3 separate regions of the Mus musculus genome follow, and regions 1 and 3 are each linked to region 2. Evidence: chromatin contacts called from public promoter capture Hi-C data. All regions are on one chromosome and are shown on one strand. Each heading gives the region's core, a stretch centred on a gene start, on an enhancer-like site or on the middle of the called end of the contact. The rest is flanking DNA. Distances are from core to core; before and after follow the strand shown.

Region 1 (4,194 bases), core at 1,587-4,086, 590 kb after region 2:
CCTCAGTCAAGGAAATGCCCACAGGCCAATCTGACGGTGGCATTTTCTCAATTGAAGTTCTCTCTTCTCAGATGATTCTAGCTGGTGTTGACAAAAATTCCCAACCAACACAATCTTCTAGAATCTTCAGCCAGTCTTCTTTCTATTGCAGCCTTTACATCCATCTTTAAGAGGGACCAATCTTCTCCATGGTCCTGGAACTTCCTGCACACAGACTGAATTTCTGGAACCATTCCCCATTCTCTCTGAAAATCCAAATTTGGAATCCACTGCCTCAGCAGTTGGGCCAGCATGCTATAGCTCCTTTATTGCCACCAAGGCATTCACATCTGTTACAAACCACATTCTTTTGCAAAGCCAATCTTGTTGCATCCTTGTGTAAGTATAAGGTTATTGAAGCTTACACACAATGTTTACCTCTCTTTTCTCTCTGCATCATCCCTTCTCTCCTCCAGAAAACATCAAAGATGTCCTCAAGGGACTCTCCAGTACCACCATCTCTTCCTCTAAATTACTTGTCTGCCTTTTTTGATACACAATTCTCTTGGTAGCAGAAGCAACATTTTAGCTTGGGGGGGGGTACTTCTCAACTCTTTCTTGATGGTGTTGGGTTTGATTTCCCAAACATCAAAATAACTAATTTCTTTCACCATGTTCTACAGCTTGTGAGTGGGCTAGGCATGCTAAGTGAGTGTAGTAGTGTGGAGCTTAGGCAGCCACCATCCTCTGCCTCTCACCAACTATTCTAGAAGGTTCCATGTGAGCTCATTCTAATATCATTTGATACAGGATGACTTGCCTGCTCCATTGTGTTGAGCTGTCATTGTGTTTATCTGTACCCAACAGTCAGCTGCCTCTTTCATTTGTGTTCCTTTGGTTGGTTGTATGAGTCACTGGGGATTGATAGGATATAGCAAGTCGTCTCCTCTGGAATTTATCCCTGATGTTCTAGGGAAGTATGCTGATATTGCAAAACCAAGTCCTGTCATGTAAACACGTCCCAGAGTATTGTGGGTCATCCTTCCTTCATCAGCTCATCAGTCCATGATCCAGCCGAGCCCAAGCAGCTCTGCCCTCAGTGAAGAGTGAGGGAAGTAGGCCACATTCCTCAGCCATTTGGTTTTCATTTTCCATCTCATCATTCAGGAAGGTATTTCCTGAGTGCACTCATGGGTGAGTTTTCTCATCCAGGGGCTGAAATGACATTGTCCACATTTCTAAAATGGGTCTCCAAGGTTCCTGTAGGTACAGAGTCTATTCTCACGACTCCCCATTTCTTAGGCATGGTTTCCATTACTTTTTGCTCAAAACTAAAGTTATCCCATCCAACCATCATTTATCAATTCACCCATCATCCATGCATTACCTATACATCATCATCTATCCATCTATCCATCTAGGCAGCCAGCATCCATCCATCCATCCATCCATCCATCCATCCACCCATCAGTCCATCCACCCATCAGTCCATCCATCCATTTGTCCATCCATATACCCTCTGTCCATCCATCCATCCATCCATCCATCCATCCATCTATCCATCCATCCATCCAGGAAAATTCTCTGCCAGGATCTGAGATAGACAGTAGGAACATGGTGTGAGAAATGCTCTCTTCCCTCAAGGAATATTGTTCTCTCCCCTGAACTCCAGGGTTCTGATTCCCAGGGCTCTCTGAAGTGCCTATTTCCAATCTATGCTCATGAGAAGCAATAGCAGGGAAGACTGACAAGAAACAGGCAAGCATATAATTATTGTTAAAATATGCCTTGTGTTGGCTAAATGCTATGTAGGAAATAAAGGGAAGACCAAAAGGGAGCAAGAGGGTGTCAGCATAAGCTCTCTGGGAGGAGACCCTGAGATCTGAAAACTGTACTAGAGAATCAACAACATACACACAATCACAAAGAAGGGAAAAAAATGTTAAGGCCACACCTAAAATCCCAGTGCTTAGATGGTTGAAGCTAGGGGCTCAGGAGTTCAAAGTCATCCTTGCCTGCATTGTATTTGTGACCAACCTGAGCTACATAGTGAAACTCTCTCTTTAAAGAATCTAAGGCTCCGAGGGAGTAAAGAAAATATGTTATAGAAAGACCGGTTGAAGAATAGCACGGCAGAGAGTCGAATGAAGTGTGGTGAAGGTTGAATGCAGGAGACACAGCTGAGGCAAAATCTAAGGGAAGGTGAGTACCGGTCAGGAAGCTTCCACTAAAGGTCCTTACTCCAAAGTCTATGGGGAAGTGATGGTGGCTTGATCTCATCTCACGGGAGACACTTCTGAGCGTAGAGCTGGCAGTCCAGGGCAAGGGGCCTTCATGCCCGACTCCCAGGTTGCCCAAACCTGAGGTCATTAGATAGAGATAGCAAACAGGGTATCTTTGCAGAGTGGAGCCAAGTGTTCAGAGATCAGCTTTGGCTGCTGTCTTTGAGAGATTTGAGAAGCATCTGAGCATCTCCAGCAGATGGGAGCAGTGTGGGGGAACATGAAGTTGGTATCAAAGAGCTGCAGGCTGGGATGTGTGCTTATCGAGAAGAGGCAGGGTAGTGAGAGCTTTCTCATTCCATCCCCATAAACAGCCCTAGCATCCAGGCTCTGTAAAACTTCCAGAGCACAGGGCTCAGGGGTTGGGTTCTCTACTGTTCTTCTCCTTGGAGGGTCCCTGCAGGCTCAGGGCTGCTCGCAAGTGATGAGTCTGCTAGGGCAGGGAATTTTCCCTTCTCTAGGGGACTAGCTTTTCCGAGGATTGTTCTAAATTCCATTGGTGAGTCCTTGCTCAGTCCTGGAAACAGTTCCTCTTTATGTAAGCCCTCTCAGAAAGTGACAAATCCTGAAAGAATGCTTCAGTGTTCAGATGTAGCCCAGGCAGAGGGCACTGCTCACTGGCGGCTTGGAAGCAGGAACAGAGGATGTGCCACAGGCAGAGCTAGAAAATAGATGCAGGTGGCCTCTGAGTCACCAGCTCTAGTTGTGTGTGTGTGTGTGTGTGTGTGGCACTCATAGTCCTCCCCATGTTCCAGACAGAAAGGGGACATTGGAAAAGGAAGCGGCACGTCTCTTTGAGGGGTAGGAGAACACAGCGTGCCGCTCTGGCTTCCAGCTCAGGAACAATTTCTTGCTGAGGGCTTTGAATTTGCTTCGGGGCTTAGCACAAGGGACCTGGGTTCTTGCTGCCCCTATCCTGGGCTTTAGAGGACACACTGGGATGGGGCAGAGCCCTTTATGACTAGTTACTTGTCTTTGTTTACTAAACAGGGATCGCCAAGCAACTTTTTCAGGGAGGAAGGCTCCACCTTCCGATTGTGGGTGATCCTGACACTTGAACAGGGTCTCTCTCTCTCTTCTCCCCACCATATGGAATCAGTGGTGGATAAGGGACAAGTGTTGGCAATAACTATAGAATGTTGTTGGAGGGATAGAAAGATGGTAAGATGTGGAGACAGGAGGGTCACTAAGAGTTTGGGTGCAAGCCTGGGCTATATAATAAGTTCAAGGGTAGCCTGGGCTACAAAGTGAAACTGTCTTAAAAACCAAAAAAGTACCAACCAATCAACCAATCAATCAAACAAACAAATAAAGCCAAAAGTAATACCAGCATCAACTTGCAGAGATGGATCTTGGTGGCCTTCTCCCTCATTGGCCTTCCTCCCATCCTCAACTACTTCACCTTGGGGTTAAAGCCAGTCCTACCTCTAGGGATGAGACAAAACAAAAGAGGCAGGAAGTTTATCCATGGGTTTCTCTGGGTATATTGCAGCTCAGGAATGGTGGGCCCTGAATCACTATCTAGGGAACCCTACCCCTTCCCTTTCTTCTCTTTCTTGTGAGCTGTCTCTTGTTGATGGATCTCAAACCCAGGTCCTCACACTCTGAACTGCCTCCTCTTGGGAGTTTTACAGTTAGGACACCTCTCTTGGACCTACATTTAGTGACTGTCTGTTCTTCAGTCCATGCTTGGCCTGCCTCTGCTGCTTCTCTGCTCTCCCTCCTAGATCCGTCCTGGCTCTGCTGGCTCAAGCCGCTCACCCCGTTGCCTCCTTGGGAGCTCTACCGTCGCTGGCTGCTCTCTGAAGCTGCTTTCCTCTTAGAGCTTCCTGGCCTACCTCTGACCTCCTTTCAAATGTCACTTGAACTGTAGCCTCTGTACATCTTACAGCAGCTAGACCTTCTTCACCTGCCTCTCTTGGTCCACTCTCCT
Region 2 (4,065 bases), core at 461-2,960:
AAAACCTCAGATGAACTGAGAATCTCAGAAGAGTTGACATTGACAAGCTGATAAAAGTTGCCCACAAGAAGATCACTATAACAACCTCCTTTGTATTTATGCTTTTGAGATACTATTAAGTGGAACAGATCTGCATATGGAAACTTCCACTCTAGAAGTTCTCTTTGAAACTGCCAAACTCACTGGCCTGCGTTGTTCTAAGTAAAGGGCAATTTGCTTCTGTTGAGCTCAATCTTACTTTCAGGTCACCCTGATCAACCCATCTAACAGCAATGTCAGAACTCCCAAGTCAAATGGATCCCTGTGAGTTAGTGGTCAGCTAGGGCTACACAGTTTTCTTATCTTGAAAACAAAACAAGACAAAACCAAACCAAACCAAACCAAAGATCAGTCCATCAGCCTGGCCTGGCAGGTGCACAGGTCTATAATCCCAGCACTCTGGAGGTGGTTCAAATAATCGGGCTACACGGCAAAGGCAGGTCTCAAAAACAAAAATCAGTTTGACTTTTCAGCCTTTGAAGTGTTAAAAAAAGCTCACACACACATTAGTACTCCTAACTACAGTAAATGACAACAGAAGAGTATAATAGGCTATTATCCAGATAATGTGAATCTACATTAAAAAACATCAAGCTTTCTACTGATGGCCTCAGTTCCCCAAAAGTGGGTTCTAATTTCCTAGTGAAAAAGAAACCTACTTTTCTGTATGACAGTCTGGCCTCAGTAATTCCCACTCCAGCAGAGAATGCTAAAAAAAAAAAAAACAAAACCGTAACAAGGAGAAATGATTGATCATAGCATACAAAATAGGAACACACTTGTTGTAAACAGATTTAAGTTACGGTTGAGAAGGTTGTGGAAACTTATTTTTTCCTGGAAATTATGAGACAGGACCACTACAGAGCAAAGGGGTTTTAAACTTCTGGTCCTCCTGCCTCAGCTTCCAGACTGTTTGAATCACAGGTGTGTGCGCCAGCACTCACCTCTGTTACACTTCAGTTTTGTTTTGTTTTTTTTCTCTCCCGGGACCAATCAGTTTGGCTAGCGCACTCTCACGTGTAAGCGAACAAATATAAACACCACGGTTGCAGGTCAGGCATTCGGGCTTGTGGCAGGACCAATTATCACGGATAAGTCTGGCTGTGAGGGACACAAGACTGTGTGAGAGGCCACCTCTGTGTCCTAGTCCTGCAGCTCATTATCTGAGTTTCGCGCTGGGCAAGGTCCAGAGCTCGGTCACTGTTTCCGGCTCGGACCGCGACTATAGAACGTGACTGGACACAGCCACGCCCAGAACGCCCCAGGGGTCGGGCCTCAGAACCTGGGGTTGGACCAGGCTTCTAGGCGTCCCCAAAGGCTGCACGGTGTCCGGATGCTTCTGAACCCGGAGACAGGGAGGCCGACCCAAGGCCAGCACTGGGCAGTAGCCGCCGTCCTCTCGCCCCTCCTCGCAGGGCGGCTCCCGGCAGGCTCCGGTCCTCTAAACATAGACTCTGGGTGGGGTTCTGTGCAATCCAGGCCCACTCATTGGCCCGGGATGCCGCGACCCGCCCACGACTGGCGGCGCGCCTAGGCTGTGGGGCGGAGTCAGCGAGTTCCCGCCAAAATCGCGTAGCTGGTTCCTCCCCCGTGGGCTACGTCGCGCCCTCCCTGTTTTTTCAAACCGGGGCTGGGCGGGGATTGGTGGGCTGGGCCCTCACGTGGTTAACGGTCGCGGGAAGCCGCGGAACCCGAACTTGCGGACGAACTTGCGGAGCCTTTCGCCAGCACTGGACCGGCCAGTCTCCGCTGGACATCCCGCGCCGCAGCCGTCGCCGTCGCCCCGTCGTGAGCTTGACGGGCCTCGGAGTTGCCGCCGCGCAGGCCCGCTGCAGCCTCAGCCCGGCGCGCCCGATCGCACGTGGCGGACCCGCCCCCTGTGCCAGCCGCGACCTGGACGCCGCCGGCCTCTGCTCGCCGGTCCTGTGTTCTCCCGTGCTCCGCCGTGACTGCAGCCGGGAAATGAGCTTCCTGAGCCGACAGCAGCCGCCGCCCACCCGCCGCGTAGGAGCCGCTTACAGTCTGCGGCAGAAGCTCATCTTCTCGCCGGGCAGCGACTGTGAGGAAGAGGAGGAGGAGGAGGAGGAAGGCAGCGGCCACAGTACGGGGGAGGACTCGGCCTTCCAGGAACCGGATTCGCCCCTGCCTTCTGCACGCAGCCCTGCCGAGGCCGAGGCCGAGCGCCGCCGTCGCTCGCCCGGCGCGGAGCCCAGCAGCCCGGGAGAGCTGGAGGACGACTTGCTGCTGCAGGGCGGCGGCGGAGGCGCGCAAGCGGCGGGTGGAGGCGCCGAGGGCGACTCTTGGGAGGAGGAGGGTTTCGGCTCCTCGTCGCCCGTCAAATCACCTTCGACCGCCTACTTTCTGAGCAGCCCGTTCTCGCCAGTGCGCTGCGGCGGCCCAGGGGATGCCTCCCCGCAGGGTTGCGGGGCTCCGCGAGCCATGGACGACCCCTGCTCGCCGCAGCCCGACTACCCGAGCACCCCTCCGCACAAGACCTTCCGCAAGCTGCGCCTGTTCGACACGCCGCACACTCCCAAGGTAATGGAGGGGGCGGAGGAGCCGGCTCCAGGGCCTTTAAAAAAAAAGGCCGCGGCGCTGCAGCCCTGCGCGCCACTGCCCGGGTTCGGTTACATAACCGCCCCGCCGCACCCCGCTCGCTGTCCTGCGCCGCCACTCAAAAAAAAAAAAAAAGTTGGCAGCCCCCCTTTTTGGCTCTGCCTAGAAGTTGTCGGTTAAGATTATGTAACTGAACAATGGGCCTGGTCTGTAACTACTCCACTTTACAAAGGGCCTGGTCCCCGCTGTCCAGGTGGTTGAGTATTGGGTCTCGGTGGTCCGGTGTGCCAGGGTGCCGGATTGCTGCTGGCCACCTGACACTCCGAGCCATATGGTGCCTGTTAAATCCGGTGTCCGGGCCTGTAATTTGGGGGGCACGGATGGAAGGAGTTAGGTTTATTAAAGGGTTTGTTCCAACCCCCTGGACTTGTGGTTCCATGTGATATGGCATTAGAGATTCTGCGCGTCCTTTTGAGTCTCTGTGTTTACCGTCGTGAACTCATGGATATTCCAGGTTGCTTTTGATTGTCTTTCGGGATTTAGTATTACGGAAGCTTTGTGTTTATTCTGGAGTTTCCCCTGCCGTTTTGTTGGTCTGTGTGTCAAAACTAATGTGTCTTAAAGCAGAGTGTGTTCAGAACCCGTTTGGAATAGCCGGTGAATATGCATACTGTCATGGTAATACTTGAGAAGTCACAAAAACATTAAGAGTAGACAATTTCCAAAATAAAGACAGGCATGGTACCTGTAAGTTTAACACGGGAAATAAGCCCCCCTTTTTTGAGAGAACGTTTCTCTGTGTAACCTTGGCTGTTCTGGAACCTACTTTGTAGGAACTAGGAACTCAGAGATCCTCCTGTCTCTGCCTCCCGAGTGCTGGAACTAAAGGCGCCCTACCATGCCCCTCGACATAAGCCTTTTAAAGGGAATCTATTGATTTCCATGCAACTTTAGTCTTAAATCTCGAACATCCAGGTGCTTTTGTGCTTTGCTAATTTTATAGGCGGACAGGCCCAGGGCACCATCCCCCTTAGTAAGGGGAGGAGTCCAGGGAGGTGGCCTGCAAAAGCCTACTTGAGGTGGAGGTGGGGATTTTTTTTTTATGAGAGTGAGTGTTTTTATTTTTAGAATGTTAAAAGAGCCTGTTAATTTTTAGCTACTGATAAGAACTTTTTGTGTAGTCACTGCAAAAGGTCCATTTTAGGATTAGCTACGGGTTTTTACTTTGCTATCTTTTGCAGATAAGTAGTTAGTATTCAACCTGACTCCTAAGTCAGCCGCCATTGGTTTTACTTGAAGTATAACTAAGGCTTGTGTGTTGCCCCCTCCCTTGTTCTTTTCTTTCCCCAAGTCGGGTAACGGAACCTCTCCCTGCATGGGTTCTAGTGCAGAGCTTCATTCACAATGTGCTGCTTTGGGCTACATACTTGGCCACTTAGGAAGGCAAGTTGGAGGTTATATAGAGAAGAC
Region 3 (3,869 bases), core at 136-2,635, 530 kb after region 2:
CCTGATAAGACCAGGTATACGATGGCTCATTACTCAATGTCTTGCGCCACAGCTCCTACTTAGGCCCACATTTATTGAATGACTGAGCTGATCACCTATGCACTCATCTGCAGAAATCCTGGAGGAGGTAGGGGTGGGGGTGGGGGAAGGGAGGAAGGAGTAGGAGGAAGGCTTCTCAGAATTACTCAGATGAACAGCTCATGGTATACAAAGCATACATACTAGAGTGTGACGAGGAGACAAAAGGTACACTATAGAGGCTTCAAAATACAGATGCATTGCTTTTAGAGTAAGTATGGCTCTTGATAAATTCACAAAAACTCATAACACGCAAAATTCCTTCCACCCGTGTCTTGCCCTGTTACTGTGGTTCACAAGCTTGTGTTGTGTTTATGTTTCATGCATTTTCTTGTTTATGTCCAGTTGTTCTTCTCTAGGGTTGTGTAAAGGCTTTGGGAATGTTCTAGCCTGGCTCAGCCATGGCAAGAGGCCAGCCACTAAAGCAATATTTCCTCTTGGGGGGCTGATGTGATCTCAGCAATGGAAAGTGAGGGGACCCAAGACAGGAAAACCCTTGCAGGTCTGGGGTAATGGTTTCAGCTTTTCCTTCCTCTCGGGATACTCATGACAGCTCTTAGTTCTAGAAGATCCTGGGTCATTTCACTTCTCATCTTCAGGCAGGGAACAACTGTTTAGTGAATAATAAGCTAAATGCTTCCTGGGATTGCTTGGAGATCTGTGGGAGCCCACCCACCATCTCTTGTATCTGCTGTGTTCTTGCTCACCCCAGAAGACTCAGCCTATGCTCCAAGTTCCTGCCAGAAAGTTCTACCTGCTCCTTCACCCTGAGTTGGTGGAGAGAGAGGGGATAGCAACTGCTGAGAGAACTCCAGATGATCAGAAGGTTGGACAACCGATTGGCAGGTCACAAGGCCACCATAGCCGCAGCCTGACAAAGGTTCCCACACAAGGGCATGTGTAGGCTCTATGATGAGCATGTGGACAAGGCCGTTGCTTCTTCAACAAGCTTGCCTTTTGATGAGCAAAGTGGTGTGCGTGCCGGGTGGTGTCAGGGCATGATTGTTTCCCATTGTTTTTGATACCAGCTTTTATGCCTTCTGTTGTGTCTGGTAACTAAGATGCTGTCAAGAAAATACAGCAAGGCTTCTCTGAGCTGAAAAAGAGCACTTTTGCAATTAGCCTTTTGTCCCTTAGGTCTGTTTCTCTTAGAACAAATGTAATCTTACTCGCTACAGACTGTCTAAAATAGCTTTTCTGATGAGTCACCTAAAAGTAAAGTTGCAGATAGCCTATTGTTTCAGCCATAGCCAGCCAACTACTAGTTACACTCACTGGGGGACGGCTGCTCTATGCTCACATGTATTTTGAGGCCAGCCTTAAAAACATCCAGAGAGCATGAAATGCCTCAGACCATGCCTTGGTACTATGCATCTCAGAAGTTCAATTTGGTTCCTCAGGACCCAAGACACGTGAGGATTTTGCCCTCAGTCATTACGACCCCACCCCCACCCTCCGCACACGCGCAGCACAGGAGTGTGCGCAGAACCTTAGGGAAATCTCCAGGAGGCCATGCTGAAGGGTCAGAGGACTTTGTAGTTGCTCTGAGGAAGAAACGAAAGCTTTAAACAGAACATCGTGCCATGGCTTGAAAGGTCATTATCTAGTTCACACTTACCTCAGAATCTAAATATTGTCTGAAAATGGATAAGTTTGCCAGGACCGCGAGCAGTGAAATCACTCAAAATAGCTCTTAGGAATCTTCAAGGCCAGTGTGGCTCGGGCCGGCCATTGACACTCAAAGCCATTGCTGCCTGTGGGAGGAATTCAGCAGCAGTGAGACGGGGCAGCTGCTTAGAGGAAGGGTTTTCCTCCGTAGTCCTTGAAAACTGTAGATGCCTCTCTTCTTCAAGTGAGTCAACTTTGTCTCTCTTCCATCACCGGCAAGCGTGGGGAGGAGACTGGTGCTCTTCAAGTGGGTTCCTCAGCGCTGCAGACCTCTGAACAGTCTGCCCTCCCCCAACCCCAAGCTGTGGTGGCAGTGCCCATGTGGTGTCTTAGTAGGCAGCAGTGGCTACCAGCTTTACTTTGCTCCTGGCCGGGCCGCACCCTGGATTGGCTAAAGCCAGGTTACCTCCTTCCAGGCAGCTGCAGGGGTCAAAGTCCAGAGGAGTTCTTCCCAAGTAAACAAGTCGGACAAAGGCAGTTCCCAGCAGTACACGGGGCTGCACTCCAGAAGGCTGTTTGCAAATCTGTCCTTTGGAATCTGGAAGACTATTCCTGAGGAGGAACAATGTTATACTTTGTGGCAACATTCCCAGGCTATCCCATACCACTGAATGGACCCAGAACGGACTTATAATGAAGTGTTCTGGGCATAACGTTGTAGGCAATAGAGACATTTACTGAGCCCTGTAGGATACGGTGTGATATGTGAATTCAAAGTTAACCCCAGCTTTGTAGAGGGTTGACTTGGTGCCTTCCACTCTGCATTTGAGCAGCACCATCCTTTGGGCTCAGGTCCAGACTGACTAATAAGGAGGAAAAACGCTGAACCCGGCCATGGCACTCCTCTCTCTGCTTCCTGACTTAGATGCAATGTGACCAGCTGTTCTGTGCTGTGACACCATCGACTTCCTTACCACAATGGACTGTACTTTCAAACTGTGAGCAAAAATAGACCCTTCCTTCCTTAGGCTATTTTAGGTGTTTGTGAAATTTATTTTTATCTTATGCATGTGGATGTTTAGCCCACGCACATCAGCACCATGTGAATGCCCTCTGAGGCCAGAAGAGGGCAGCAGATCCCCTCAAGCTGGTGTTAAAGATAGTTGTGAGCTACCACATAGGTGCTGGGAACCCACCCCAGGTCCTCTGGAAAAGCACCTGGTGCTCTTAACCATCTGAGCCTGCCCCCTTCTTATCTTTAGTCTTTGACAGGGCCTCCTTATGTAATCTGCTGCTTCCATCTCTTGATGCTGAGATTAGGGGCAGGATCTCAGGCCTGGCTCCTTCCTCTTTTTCTGTTTTCATTTTCCTCCTCCTCCCTTCAGTGTTCCCCCAACCCTCCCTTCTCATCAGGACTGGGATGGAAGGGGAAGTGAGAGTTGAGATGGATCCCTGGCCAGGGAAGAACTATTTACTGGAGGGGCAGAGAGAAACTTCTATAGTTTTGCTCTGGTAATGTCTTTGCTCATAGGTCTCAGATGAAATGGTAGGTTTAGATTCCTACAGGAGTTTGCTAAGACCGGTCTTTTATGCCTTTGCAGGAAGACTAGGAATCTGAGAAGAACAACTTACCTAGTTAAGTTAAGGAGTGGGAAATTAGAGTACACATAACAGCTGAAAATCAGATTTTCAGTTAGTGTGTGACTTAGAGATTTAGGCCCAGGTTCCCAAGGAGAGGAGACTACAATAACAGAATAAGTTAACTCAGCCAGCATGATGGAATTTTCAGAAAGGAACCGGGTTTCTTGATAGGGAAACTTTGTTATCCCCCTCTGTATGGGGGAGTAAAGAGCTCATTTGTCTTCTCACATATAGTGTTTTAAAGAATATGCTAGAAGATGGGAAAAGTGTGTAAGAAAACATTTCACAAAAAATGGGGTCAAGTGGGGGGTGGGGTGATGGTGGAGGGACAGTGAGATGGGACAGTGGGTAAAGATTCTTTGAGCCAAGTCTAATGACTTGAATTTAATCCACAGTGGTGGAAGGAGAAAATGACTCTTACAAGTTCTCTGACCTCTGATGCACGCCATGGCACTTGTCTATGAGTGCACACACACTTCTGGAAAACAGATCATTGTAAATAGAAATATATGGGTCAAGAGTGCCACGTTCCAAGAGGGAGA

What was found. Promoter capture Hi-C pulls out the DNA fragments that hold promoters and counts their contacts.
Region 1: a promoter capture Hi-C map of hippocampal neurons shows a contact between it and region 2, with 2.2 times the contacts expected there. The contact joins the enhancer-like site here to the promoter of Wee1 in region 2. A contact is called at or near these places in 3 of 39 promoter capture datasets (the 3T3-L1 cell line and hippocampal neurons), 2 of 484 Hi-C or Micro-C datasets (adipose-derived mesenchymal stem cells and uterus) and 4 of 115 datasets of contacts at active chromatin or transcription factors (the SCID.adh cell line, embryonic stem cells, fibro-adipogenic progenitors and 1 more).
Region 3: a contact with region 2 is called in a promoter capture Hi-C map of liver, with 4 times the contacts expected there. The contact joins the enhancer-like site here to the promoter of Wee1 in region 2. A contact is called at or near these places in 18 of 39 promoter capture datasets (the 3T3-L1 cell line, the C10 cell line, the HPC-7 cell line and 12 more), 1 of 484 Hi-C or Micro-C datasets (embryonic fibroblasts) and 12 of 115 datasets of contacts at active chromatin or transcription factors (the SCID.adh cell line, bone marrow-derived macrophages, craniofacial prominence and 9 more).

The regions. Positions count from the first base shown.
Region 1 is chr7:110,712,840-110,717,033 of GRCm38.p6, forward strand. It overlaps the pseudogene Gm18907. Among named protein-coding and RNA genes, the nearest start is that of Gm21123, 15 kb to the left of the region's middle. Within about 2 kb of position 2,837, at least 108 of the 459 cell types and tissues checked have an H3K27ac peak or open chromatin away from gene starts, as enhancers often do. A contact at or near this core is called in the SCID.adh cell line, fibro-adipogenic progenitors, hippocampal neurons and 1 more, where this site is marked.
Region 2 is chr7:110,120,349-110,124,413 of GRCm38.p6, forward strand. It overlaps Wee1 (WEE 1 homolog 1 (S. pombe)), which reads left to right and starts at 1,711. Exons shown (of 11, transcript NM_009516.3): 1 at 1,711-2,577. The coding sequence starts at 2,002.
Region 3 is chr7:110,646,751-110,650,619 of GRCm38.p6, forward strand. No RefSeq gene overlaps it. Among named protein-coding and RNA genes, the nearest start is that of Gm28863, 18 kb to the left of the region's middle. Within about 2 kb of position 1,386, at least 77 of the 459 cell types and tissues checked have an H3K27ac peak or open chromatin away from gene starts, as enhancers often do. A contact at or near this core is called in bone marrow-derived macrophages, extraembryonic endoderm stem cells, fibro-adipogenic progenitors and 1 more, where this site is marked.